Regions from separate parts of the Gossypium hirsutum genome. Here region 2 is linked to region 1. Evidence: chromatin contacts called from public Hi-C data. All regions are on one chromosome and are shown on one strand. Each heading gives the region's core, a stretch centred on a gene start, on an enhancer-like site or on the middle of the called end of the contact. The rest is flanking DNA. Distances are from core to core; before and after follow the strand shown.

The links. A called contact is a pair of places that touch in the nucleus more often than the background predicts.
Region 2: a contact with region 1 is called in a Hi-C map of leaf, with 9 times the contacts expected there. The contact joins the promoter of LOC107901003 here to the promoter of LOC107963364 in region 1. A contact is called at or near these places in 6 of 34 Hi-C or Micro-C datasets (callus, fibers and leaf).

The regions. Positions count from the first base shown.
Region 1 is chrA06:24,284,919-24,290,853 of Gossypium_hirsutum_v2.1, reverse strand. It overlaps LOC107963364, which reads left to right and starts at 3,080. Exons shown (of 2, transcript XM_016899912.2): 1 at 3,080-4,307; 2 at 4,697-4,813. The coding sequence starts at 3,220. The coding sequence ends at 4,751.
Region 2 is chrA06:24,649,240-24,654,893 of Gossypium_hirsutum_v2.1, reverse strand. LOC107901003 (acyl carrier protein 1, chloroplastic) reads right to left here and starts at 3,355. Exons shown (of 5, transcript XM_016826818.2): 1 at 3,203-3,355; 2 at 2,944-3,071; 3 at 2,643-2,759; 4 at 2,409-2,528; 5 at 1,874-2,275. The coding sequence starts at 3,045. The coding sequence ends at 2,150. It overlaps LOC121202941, which reads left to right. Exons shown (of 9, transcript XM_041115789.1): 6 at 1-3; 7 at 291-380; 8 at 467-598; 9 at 750-1,218. The coding sequence ends at 884.

The DNA of each region.
Region 1 (5,935 bases), core at 1,831-4,330:
ACGGGCCAGACACACGAGCGTGTGGTCGGCCGTGTGATTCAAGTTAGTATGCATGCCCTATTTCCACACGGTCTAAGATACGGTCGTGTCTGTTAGCCGTGTGAGGCACACGGCCTATTCACACGGGCGTGTGATACTTGAAATGTTGAAAATTTTCCAAGTTTCTAGAATTTTCAAATGTTATCGATTTAGTCCTGAATGCATGATTTAAACTTTGTATGCTCGTTTTAAGTACATATTGAATGTGAATGAATGATATTTACTAACATGAGATGACATTTGATAAATGATTGTTCTAAATTGAGTTACAAGTCCGGTAATGCCTCTTAACCTATTCCGGTGATGGTTACGGGTTAGGGGCGTTACAGCCAGAGTAGTAGTAAGATGGGATATTATGCATACAGAGAACATCTTAGGAATATGGCATATAGTTCTCTACGGCATAAAGAGTCTGTTTTTAATAAAAATTTATGTTGTAGCATTGTACATTATTTAATACCTTAATGTAATTATATTATATTCTCTTTTACATTATAAAACAGTACAAAACTAATACGAAGTATGTTTAGCTATAGTTTACGCATATTGTATAAATTTTCTATTAAGTGTTTTTGAGTTGTAACATCCAATATCTAGATCCGGTGATTCGGGTAGAGTCAAAGGCGTTACAAAATGCGTCGATGACCACAAGTTTTTAAAATCCCTCATATCCGTAGTCATAGGTTTTTATCTAAAGGCTAGAAGGCTTATAGGTGTTTTCAAAACTGTTTAGTATGCACGAATATGAATTAGGAATTGGTAACCAAGTTGTTCAAGGCTACGAATAGATCTTTTAGGAAGAGACAAATACCAATTCTTAGTGTTTCTCCTCAAAGTAGTGGGAAAGGCTCGCATTTAAAAGTGTCAAAGGCTCCTAGGATATTTGTGTAGTCATTATATCACATTAACTGCTCACCTAAGTCTTTATCCCTTTAATAAATTTCTTTGAGGAATTTGAAAGATTGCAACAAGTCAACAATTGTGTTCTCAAGTACAAAGGGGTTATTACAACAAGATAGTCACTCCATGTCCTTCATTAAGCTTTAAAAGCTTGAATGTCTCATCTTAATGCCTCAATTTCATCATGCCAGGCTTGTTGCTGTTGTAAGGGAAAACCTATTCTGTTAAGTATTCTAAGTGTGAGTTATGACCTTGACCTTGAGCATTAAGAGAGGAAACAACCTTATCATGTTGAGTTTGGAACTGAGAGGGGGATTATGACTTGCTCTCAACTCTTTTATTATTTTATTATTTTGCTAGAGTTGTTATTGGTATTGCTGACATTGTTGTTCATACCTCAACTATTGTCGTGTTTTTTGGTCTCTTAAAGCCCTTGTTTATTCTTGTAGTTCTAGAAATTATTGGGAGTAAGAGCTAGGGTTGGAATTAAGTTTTTATGATGTTTGTTCATTAGATGTTGGCATCGGGCATAAGTTTGGTGAAGGAGGAGCAATGTTGTACCTAGGTTGTGGACGATACTAGCTTTCATGAATGTCATTATAGGGGTTTTAAGGATGTGTTGAGTGAGGATTGTATGTTTGGCCAACAAGCTAGGTAGTAGGATTGGAGGGTACAATGGGTTTTCCAAGGATGGTTCCCTCATGATGAACCATATTGTCCATACTCACCACATCAATTGTCGATGATTATAAAAAGGTAAAAAAAAAGGATGACAGTTCACACAATGGAGAAGTATTGAGAGCCGTTGGAAGAGGATAATAAAAGAGTATATAGCATAGGGTGGATGATTGAAGAAGAAGACCTCTACCAAGACTAAGAATAGGTATTTATAGGCGAAGGTGATCATTCTTTAGCCTTAGATCTAGACACGTGGATTGTGCTAGTGTTGTTGTGGTTGGCTACTTAGGGAGTATAATAGACGTTAATGAGATTGACATAGAGCAGATAAAACCCCACGTGTGTTTCATGCAAAGGAAACTAAACACATATCCTTCACAAGGTGGACCAAAAACATGTAAATGTGTCGAGCGTGGATACATCTACGAGGGACATAGTTGTTTTGCATAAACGATGTTGGGACCAGACGAAGTAAAGGTGACGAGGTATTTATTACAAAAATCATGTGTAAATTCTACACAAATATAAAATAAACATAATATCTATTATTGACAGCAGTAACAATGTCTCTTACTCCATGTTTTATTTTCACTATTATTGGCGCCAGAAAGGGTTGAATAAAAACCACAGAAGCCATATCTTAGACGCTGCTAGCCACCTGCAATTGGAGTAAAAGTATTGATGATGGAGACGATGGTATGGAAAATTCTTGTCTTTTAACTTTCTGAACAACGTCTTCAGAAAGGGTCTAAAAATCTTGTCCATCTCTTTGTTTTTAAACAGCAAAATATTGGAAATTTTCTCCTATTTTTCCAAAATATAAAAAAAGGCTACATTACAACAGTAATGGAGATTCCTTTGTCAGTCATCTCTTGTAGTTGTAGTATTAAGACTTTTGGAAGTGTAGGTTCTTCACAGGCATAGCCTGGTCCCATCGTACTTTCAGACAAGATACCAGAATAACCCTTGCTTTTGCCCTAAAATTCCCTCACATACATATATCACCGGTTAAAATGAAGAAATTACATGCTAAAATATCAATCCAATTTACCCAAGAGAAGAAGAGACCATTTGCTGAATCCTGCCTAGTAATTCAGAAGCTGTCCCCTTTGACATAATGAGGATCAACAGCAACCAAATCCTTCTATGTAATAAAATATATTTAAGCTTCATCATCGCATTTCTGTTTCTTTTGTCTTTTTTTAGACACATGCAAGTAAGATAAAAGCATATGAAACCCCAGTGTATTATTAAGTGGGACTGCGGGATTGATCTTCCCAGGCATGAATGAAATGTAAATGTAGTTGAAAGAGGAGGGCAGTTTAGTAAAGGAAAGTAGTAAGCCTAAAACAAACATGTAAATAAAGGGTAACAAGTGTTGATTGCCAAAACAAGGAAAAATCCAAAACAATTTACAAACCCTAGGTCAGCTTGTATTTATAACACCCCCTTCCTTTGTGAAACTTCAGTCTCCTGCACCTCTCTCTGCATTTCTGTACATTGCCTTTTAGATTTTTTGAGGAAAAAATAACACCCCCATGATCTTTCAAACCACCTTTCTCTTTCTACGGTACTAAGTTGGAAAAAAAATAAAAGTTAGATATGAAGGGTCGATGTTCCAAGCAAGAAGCAAAAGAAGGAATGGAAATTGATAGAATTAGAAACAGTCACAAAGATGAGACTCCTCAGCTGTCTGGTGCTTACATTCGTAGCCTGGTTAAACAACTCACCACTTCCAGAAGTGCCAAAGACCCTGATTGCGTTAATGGCCAAATTTTGAGCAAATTTGGTGAGGGTTTTAGTGCTACACCACAGACACAGAGCCAGGTGGAACCAAACCCACCACCTAAACAACTAAAGAAACAGGTTCGGAGGAGATTTCATACCCGCAGGCCTTACCAACAAAGGATGCTTAACATGGCTGAAGCTAGGAGAGAAATTGTCACTGCACTCAAGTTCCACAGAGCTGCCATGAAACAAGCCAATGAACAGCAACAAGAAGAGCAATCATCACGGTCGCTTCAGCCTTCTCCTTCATTCCCACAACCTTTTGAGCAAGAACCAAAAACAAACAACTTGTCTACCTATAATTTAGACTATATTTCCCATTCCTATAGTTGGCCTCCTTCTTCTCCAAGTCCTTTTACATCCACTGCACACACTTTGAACCTACCAGACCAAACCCTAGGTCTAAACCTTAACTTTCAGGATTTCAACATAGACTCCAACCTTTACCATAACAGTAATAACCCATCAATCTACTCATCTTCATCATCCTCATCTTCCCCAACTCTATCAGTTGTAACTGAAGATGTGCCTTCAGTTGCAGTGTCACATGAAGTGGGGCCTGGGACTATGGCCGATTCAACAGCATCCTACGGTGGGGGAGGCCTGCATCAAGCTATGGACGATGAGGGAATGGCGGAGATGAGATCATTAGGAGAGAAGCATCAAATAGAGTGGAATGACACTGTGAATTTGGTAACATCAGCATGGTGGTTCAAGTTCTTGAAGAGTATGGAAGATGGGAATGAAGTGAAAGGTGAGGATGATGGGTACCACCAACCATTTGATCAAGTCATGGAACTCCCTGCCTGGTTGAATGCAAATGACTGTGGCTTGCAGCACCACCATTTCAATAATCTTTTCCCAGATTCTTACTTCCAGGATTCTGATTCTGCCTTACCTTGGTAAGTACCCAGATTTTCAAAAACATAAAACAAGTGTTTCAGAACGTATAAATTACGATTTTTTCACCATGCTCATTCATACATTGGAAATTTAGAAACTCTCTCAAATTGGATCTAATTGAGGGTCAAAATTTGGTAAAATGCAGTAATTTACCTGATTCTTACCAAGAAAAGAGTCAAATTTGCCTCGTTTTCTGTAAAACATAATAAAGTTGCACCCAATGGATGCCGTGCCTTCATGCTTACAAAAGCTTCTGGCTGTAAGAGCCCAAAAAGGCCCATTAAAGCTTAACGCATGGGCTTTTCTTAAGAAATTGAGTGAAATAGATCAGTCCTTGAGATTTTTTTTAAAATTTTGTTTTATTGATATGTATTGTTGTGATTCACAGCATGAATATTGGAGAAATTGAAGGAATTGATGGGGATTGGCATTGGCTGGCTTAATTCACAAGGATTGTTTACGTTTTTAATTAAGCAATAGCATCTCACCTCCCTTTTGTTTTTTATTTTGATTAAGTCCCTTTCTCCCATACTTTTTTATTTTTATTTTTTCTTTTTACCTCTAGTACTTTTAGAGATATCTCAATGTAAAAAAGAAAAAAAAATTAGAAAAGGTGGCAAGTGGCAAAGCCATTGAAGAAAATAACATAAAATGTCGGTATCAAGTATCAAGAGAGGAGTTTGCTTTTTGCACTAAATTTTCCAACACCAACAATTTTCTTTGTATTTTTCTCATCTTCTCTTCTTCTAGTTTTCCAGCTCACCTGCATGCGATTTCCCTATGGAAAATTATTATTTGGTTATTTATAAATGATATTATATGTAATTTGCGAAAATGGAAGAGATATGTAATTTCGGTTATTGATTAATTTTATACCTATTAATTGCAATAAAATATTAAAGATTACATACAGTAACTTTAATTCACTTGTTTCCTCGGTTTATAGTGAAAATGGCATAAATGTGATGCTTTATTCAAGAGTTAGAATATCGGATTAAGTCCAAATTTTTGCACCAAATTTGAGATTTTTCAACAAAATTATTAAATCTGATATAAAAAAAAATTATTTTAACATGTAAGATTCAAAGTTTGAGTTCAACTCAAGCCTACTCATGTTGCAAGTTTATAATATAATATATTATTTATATAATATAAAATTAATAATACATAAAATTAAATTAATAATAATATATTATAATGTAAATACTAAAAAAATATGCTTAGTTACTTATATTTAAAATTTTAATAAATAAAAAAATATTAAATTATTAAATATTAAATATTAATTAAAATTAATATAAATATTTTTAAAAAATAACAAATAATATAAGTTTACTTAAAATGGACTTGAGTTAGTAATTTACAAATATAAATAAATATAGTAAAATTTTGAGGCCTATATTTCAGATTGTGCTAGGTTTGAGTAAACAGAGAATGTGTTACTATCACACATAAGCTCGGTCAGAACCCAATCTAACCCACAAACACATCTAGTAAAACATAGGCTTATTCAATGGTGCATTTACCCATCCAAGCTCAAATATTTATCTAAAATTTGGGATAGTTTAGATAAAAATAATAAGTTCGGAAAAAGAGTTTGGATAAAAAATCTAAGTTTATTTAGAAT
Region 2 (5,654 bases), core at 2,106-4,605, 360 kb before region 1:
CAGGTATGTATCTGTCTTTTACAAAGTTGTCTGAGGTACTACATGAAGTGACCAAGTCTATTGTGCACTGTAATTGGTTCTTTCTTCTCTCTGCCATGCGGTTTCAACTTATTGTGTTTAGACATTTCTAGTGGATGATTGAGCAAATGTAACACAAAAGTGAGGATAGTGGTGATTTGCTAGTTTGATTAGACCAATTTCCCTCTATTGCTTCTTTGATGCTAGTGAGATTCCCCTGGACAGGTGGACATTAATTTTTTACTTTCACTTTGTAATCTTGTTTCCTTTAGGTCACACAAGGGATATCAGAGTTCAAGCCAACACCTTCTGAGAACCGTGAATGTTGCAAGAACAAATACAATGTCCAACATACACTTCTGGTATACATTTTGTGCATTCTATTTGGTTAATTAGATTTTGTAGGTTGCTATTGTGTTTATTCTTGCTAACCTACATCTCTTTTTAGGTGAAGTTCAACTTTGACACAATTGATGAAACTGATCTCCTTGAAGAGACATTGAAGCCTCGCGTGGAGTCTATTGCTGGGACGCTAGAAAAGGTCCAATTAAGTGGCAACCATATAACACCGTGTGTGCCGGTATGACATGTTTATTTCTTTCTGCCTCCCTTGTTCACCCCTGTCCCTCACTTTCTCTATACATCTGGCTGTGGCGAGCATGGCTACATTGAGTTTCCATGTTCATAACGGTACGCATCTTGAATATGTTAAATTTACTCTGCCTGATCAGGAACCAAAATGGCAAGCAGGATATGTATACACTCCGGCAGATGCTATTGTTCAGGGATTTAAGACTCTTTCACTGAGTGAAACTAAAGTGCTCTCAAGAACAATTTCTGATTGGTTCAGACGTTTTGAAGAGTAACTGCCAAAATTCGATGGTAAGTTGATTCTGTGCGGGCACACAGTTTATTGAAAATATAATTTATGAGATTATTGAGGTCCAAGGAATTAAAAATTAGATAGCTGCATGTGTATAGCCAAGCTGAATGAGCTTTCATATGTACCAACAAAAGAAAAGTAGGAATTGAACTTTAGACTACAAATGGATCAAAAAAGAATATAAAATGGGCCCCTGAGAGCTTCTTTTATCTGATATACATTTCTTGCTTGAATGTACATAATATGAATTTCATTAGCCGAATTGGTTGTAGGTCTCTTCCGAATCCATGAAATCAATGGGCAAATACTTTTCTCTATTTGAATATACATGGTTATGTAGCTTGTAAATGTTATTTCTGAGTGCATATATACTGGTGTATGATAAATACTTTCCTTTTTGCTTGGATTATCACCGTCTTTAACAGCTATTTTTCTAAACTTTTGGGTTCCAAAGAGGCTATGATCCTTTAAATGAATGAGGCTTATTTGTTAGTTGGCAAAATACGTTTTAAGTTTGAATCTTTCTTGTTTATTGGTATTTCCTTCATGCTTTTTTCTGGTGTATTTCTTCAATATACATGCTGTTAAGTGACTGATGCTCTCTTATCAAATAAGCCTAACCATGTTTTTGTGCTACCGTTGACCATTGTATGTATATTTTAGATAAGGGCCTTTCAGATGATGGTATTCCTCTTGAGAGTGTCATTGCATTAGCCATCAATTACAGCCCTAGCTTGGTTGCAAAACCTGCCAAACATTTTAGGATAGGCTCAATAAACTTTCTTATTACATGTTTTCTTGTTTTGAAAAGAGACGGAACAATACACCCTGCAAATGGGGGTTACCAAACTCTTATCTTTGTTGCTTAGATAATGATCTCCTTATATTAGTTGTAAGTTTCATTTTTCAGTCATATTTTAACCGGATTCTCACCGGAAGAAGCTGTAAGTTGCGTATCTGAAAACAAAAACAAAGCTCAAGTTGATTCATGCATTTATTCATTGACTTTATTGTTTTCGTTCTTGCTTTTGCATGAAACAGAATAAGAACAAAGAGACAAGTGACAGGCTACAATTTAAGACCCACCCTGTTACAAAAATTGCCCTCTTGGTTAAGCAAAAGGAAAGAAAAATAGTGCCATTCCTTGTAGGAAAGAAAAGGAAAATCGATTACTGTAATTTATGATTTTATCTTTGGTGGCATTTATAGAACTAAAATAAAAGAAGTTCTGGTATTCTTGTAAGTGGCCTATGCAGCAGTAGCTTTCACTTTCTCAATCAAGTCTGCGGCATCTTGGACAGTTGCGATGTTCTCAGCTCCGCCTTCTCCGACTGAAACTCCAAATTGTTCCTCCAACGCCATCATTATCTCCACCTGAAATGAATTTGACATCAAACAAAACATAAGAAATGAACCAGGATATTATGCTCATGATGTAAGAAACTGAAAGGGTTAACAAAAAAAAAAAAACCCAAATGTGATATGTCTTGTAAAAGGTGTAACGCACCGTGTCAAGTGAATCAGCTCCTAGATCAGCAAATTTAGTATCAGGAGTCACTGTGCTCGCATCAATTGACAATTGCTTGGCAATGGTATTTTGGACGGTTTTCAATGTCTCAGGTTGAGCCTAGTGGAATCCAATATGTAAGAAGACAATGAGCTTAATGACGATTTCATGTACTAAAGACAATTGTAATAAGAAAAAAAACCGAAACGAAGACATGGTCTACAAGTTTCTTACAAGAGAGCATGAAACTGGTGTCTTAAAGCAGCTAGATCGAGTCGAAAATTTGTTTCTCTCCTTGGAGAATTGAGTCTTTGGAATAAGTTTCAATCCATTACATACTACTGGACATCCCTGCAATAAAAACTTGGTTGGATGAGATCTACACATGATGAGCCAGTATTATTTACATAGGTAGAAAAGTCCCAAAGTTTTTATTTTGTCATTAAACCGAGACCTCATTGGTCGGTTCAATCTGCCTTTCTATTCACATTGGAGTTTTTTTTTTTTTTTTTACAAAAAGGGGTAAATCACTTACAATGGTGGTGAAGCTTTTGTGCTGAGAAATAGATCCTTTGGCAAAAGGAATTGTAGCAGGGGCGGGCAATGAAGATGCGGAGATTGAAGCAAAAGCAGCCATTGGAATTGGATTGACTAAAATGCAGGCTGAAAATAACGAGATATATAGGGTATTACAAATAGTGAAAAGGAAGTAAATTGATGAAGAAACTCAAAGTTGTAGATATATAAATAGAGAAAATGTTGTAGACAAAGCCAGAAAGTGTCCGGGGAGTTACATGAGCACCCGATGATGATTCCAATGTTTGATTTGGTTTTTTTTAATGACTTTTAGAATGGGGCGGTCACTTCCATGGATGTTCCGTGTTTGCTTATGCTATGCAAATTGGACCGTTGTTTTCTATTTGCAGAAATTCACCACTGCATGCATGGTATGGTAACAGTAGAACAGTTACCTCCTATCCTATCAAGTGCTTGCATTCAAATGTTAAATATTATTACATTTACACTTCAAAATATTAATAAGATAAGAAAATTGATGTGTTTGCGGTTTATAATCAGAGAGACCGTGGGCTGGCAGTTTCTATTGGGTGAAACTTGTCATAATTCAAAACCATAATCAAAGCCATATTATATGTATAGAAAATTTGATATGCTGCATTGCACTGCTCTGCTCTCTTATGTTGGGGATTTTGTGTAAGGTGTTGTTTGTTAGTGGCAGGTTGAAATTTGAAATGGTCCCACCGCCACCAACCCTCCCCCAGTTATGGCGGAAAGTGACCTTACGCTTTCGACCGTAAATGGCTTAGAGATCAAAAAGACTGCGAGACGGGATGCATCATCTTGCATAATAAAAAAATTCCAACCATCCATGAATTTTGAAATAATTTGTTTTATTTTTCTTTTTGAAAAATTGGATGTGACGAAATGAATTTTTTTAAAACTGTCTATCGAATGGTTCTAATAATTGTTTATTTATTTTATCTTATTTTATTATAAAAATTATTATTTTACTTATATATAATTGTTAGAATGATAAAAATATGTAAAAATGTCATAAAAAACCATATGTATTTAAATAATAAAAAATATTGAAGTGAGATGAGGCGTGAATAAAATAAATGTATTTAATATTTATAAAAATGATGGTAATTTTTAAAATTATACATCCACCATAAAGTAAAATCGATAATAAAGCAAAACATGATAGTTGTGGAAGGAAGATGATGTATTTGACAAATTTTTACCTTTTCTTGTTCTATTGTCATTTTTAATTATGCTCATATTTTTATATCTAAAAACATTAATAATCTAATTTTAAATATTTAATAATGTTATTAAACTTTGACTGAATTTGAAATTAAAAAAACATTATTTCCTTTTTTAAAATACAACACTCAAAATTTAAATTTTACTTAAAAAAATATTAATTTTTTATCATTTAATCATACAAATTAATTTCATCGTCCATGGAAATTCAAAATAGAACCCAAATAAGTGATATTATTATGGTGAAGGGAAGGGTGAGGTAAATGGTGGCCAGCTATCATGGTCCCTTTCCGTGGGTTCCCACGTGGCAACGTGCCTCTATTTGCAGCCTCATTGATCTGGCACGTGGCATCCAGTTGTCAGCAAAAGTTCCAACCTCCTCCCCTCACTGAAAAATTATAGCCGTGCGATTATGAGCGGTCCCATCATGTCCGTCAGTCATTGCAGGCGGTCCCACCCCCAATCTTGGGCATTTTGATAATCAATTCCACCACCACCTTCTGTTCCAGGGTAAGAGGGAAAAAAAGAAACCTACAGTTCTGCACCTCAACAGTCGTTTATATTCATTTCGCTAATAAATTTATAAATTAATTTATGTTTCTTTATTAAATGGAATAAATGGAAAGCATTTTAAAATTAATTTATTAAGCGAAATCAATATAAACAATTTTTTTATGAATATTATCATGATAGTTGGTATTGTTCCGGTGTCACTCATATCCGCCGGAATAATAAATCGGAACATCAAATTTTGAGTTCCATTTTGATACAAATTTAGATTGTTACAATTGGTACCAGTGCATACCCATTGGAATATGGTGTGGTTTTAAAAATTTAAAAATATTTATTTTAGACTTGTTGAATATGCATAGAATAAAATAATTTTATTGTTTAATTTATAAAATAGATTTTTACTTGTTTATTTTGAGATTATGTGTTGTCTAATGATTGTATTTGTGAGGCTAATTAAATAATATTTTAATTAATGAGTATTTTATTTTTAATTTTTTGATATCTTAAAATTTACATAAGGTGATACTTAAACTTATGCTACCAATATTTTTAAAATATATATATGTTTTTATCATTTTAATCAAAATTTTATTTTTATGAATATTTTATATTTGAAATTTATTTAATTTTATTATTTAATATTTATAAATGCTTTTTATATTTGTAAAAATAATAGTACCAATAGAAAAACAGTATGTAATGAGTAGTTTAATAAAATGTCTAGAGTTGGGTTTAAAACTCTTGTGTTCCAGGATTGTTATATAATTAATATTATCTATACTGTTATATAACAGTACATAAAAGTAAGGTCCCAACAGCCCTACCACTTAACGCTACTTTTGGTTTGCCTTCCTTTATTTTATTAAATTTTAGTTTTTACTCTTGTACTATATTAAAAATTGAATTTTAATGTGTATTTAGATAATATTATTAATTATTTTAATTAAA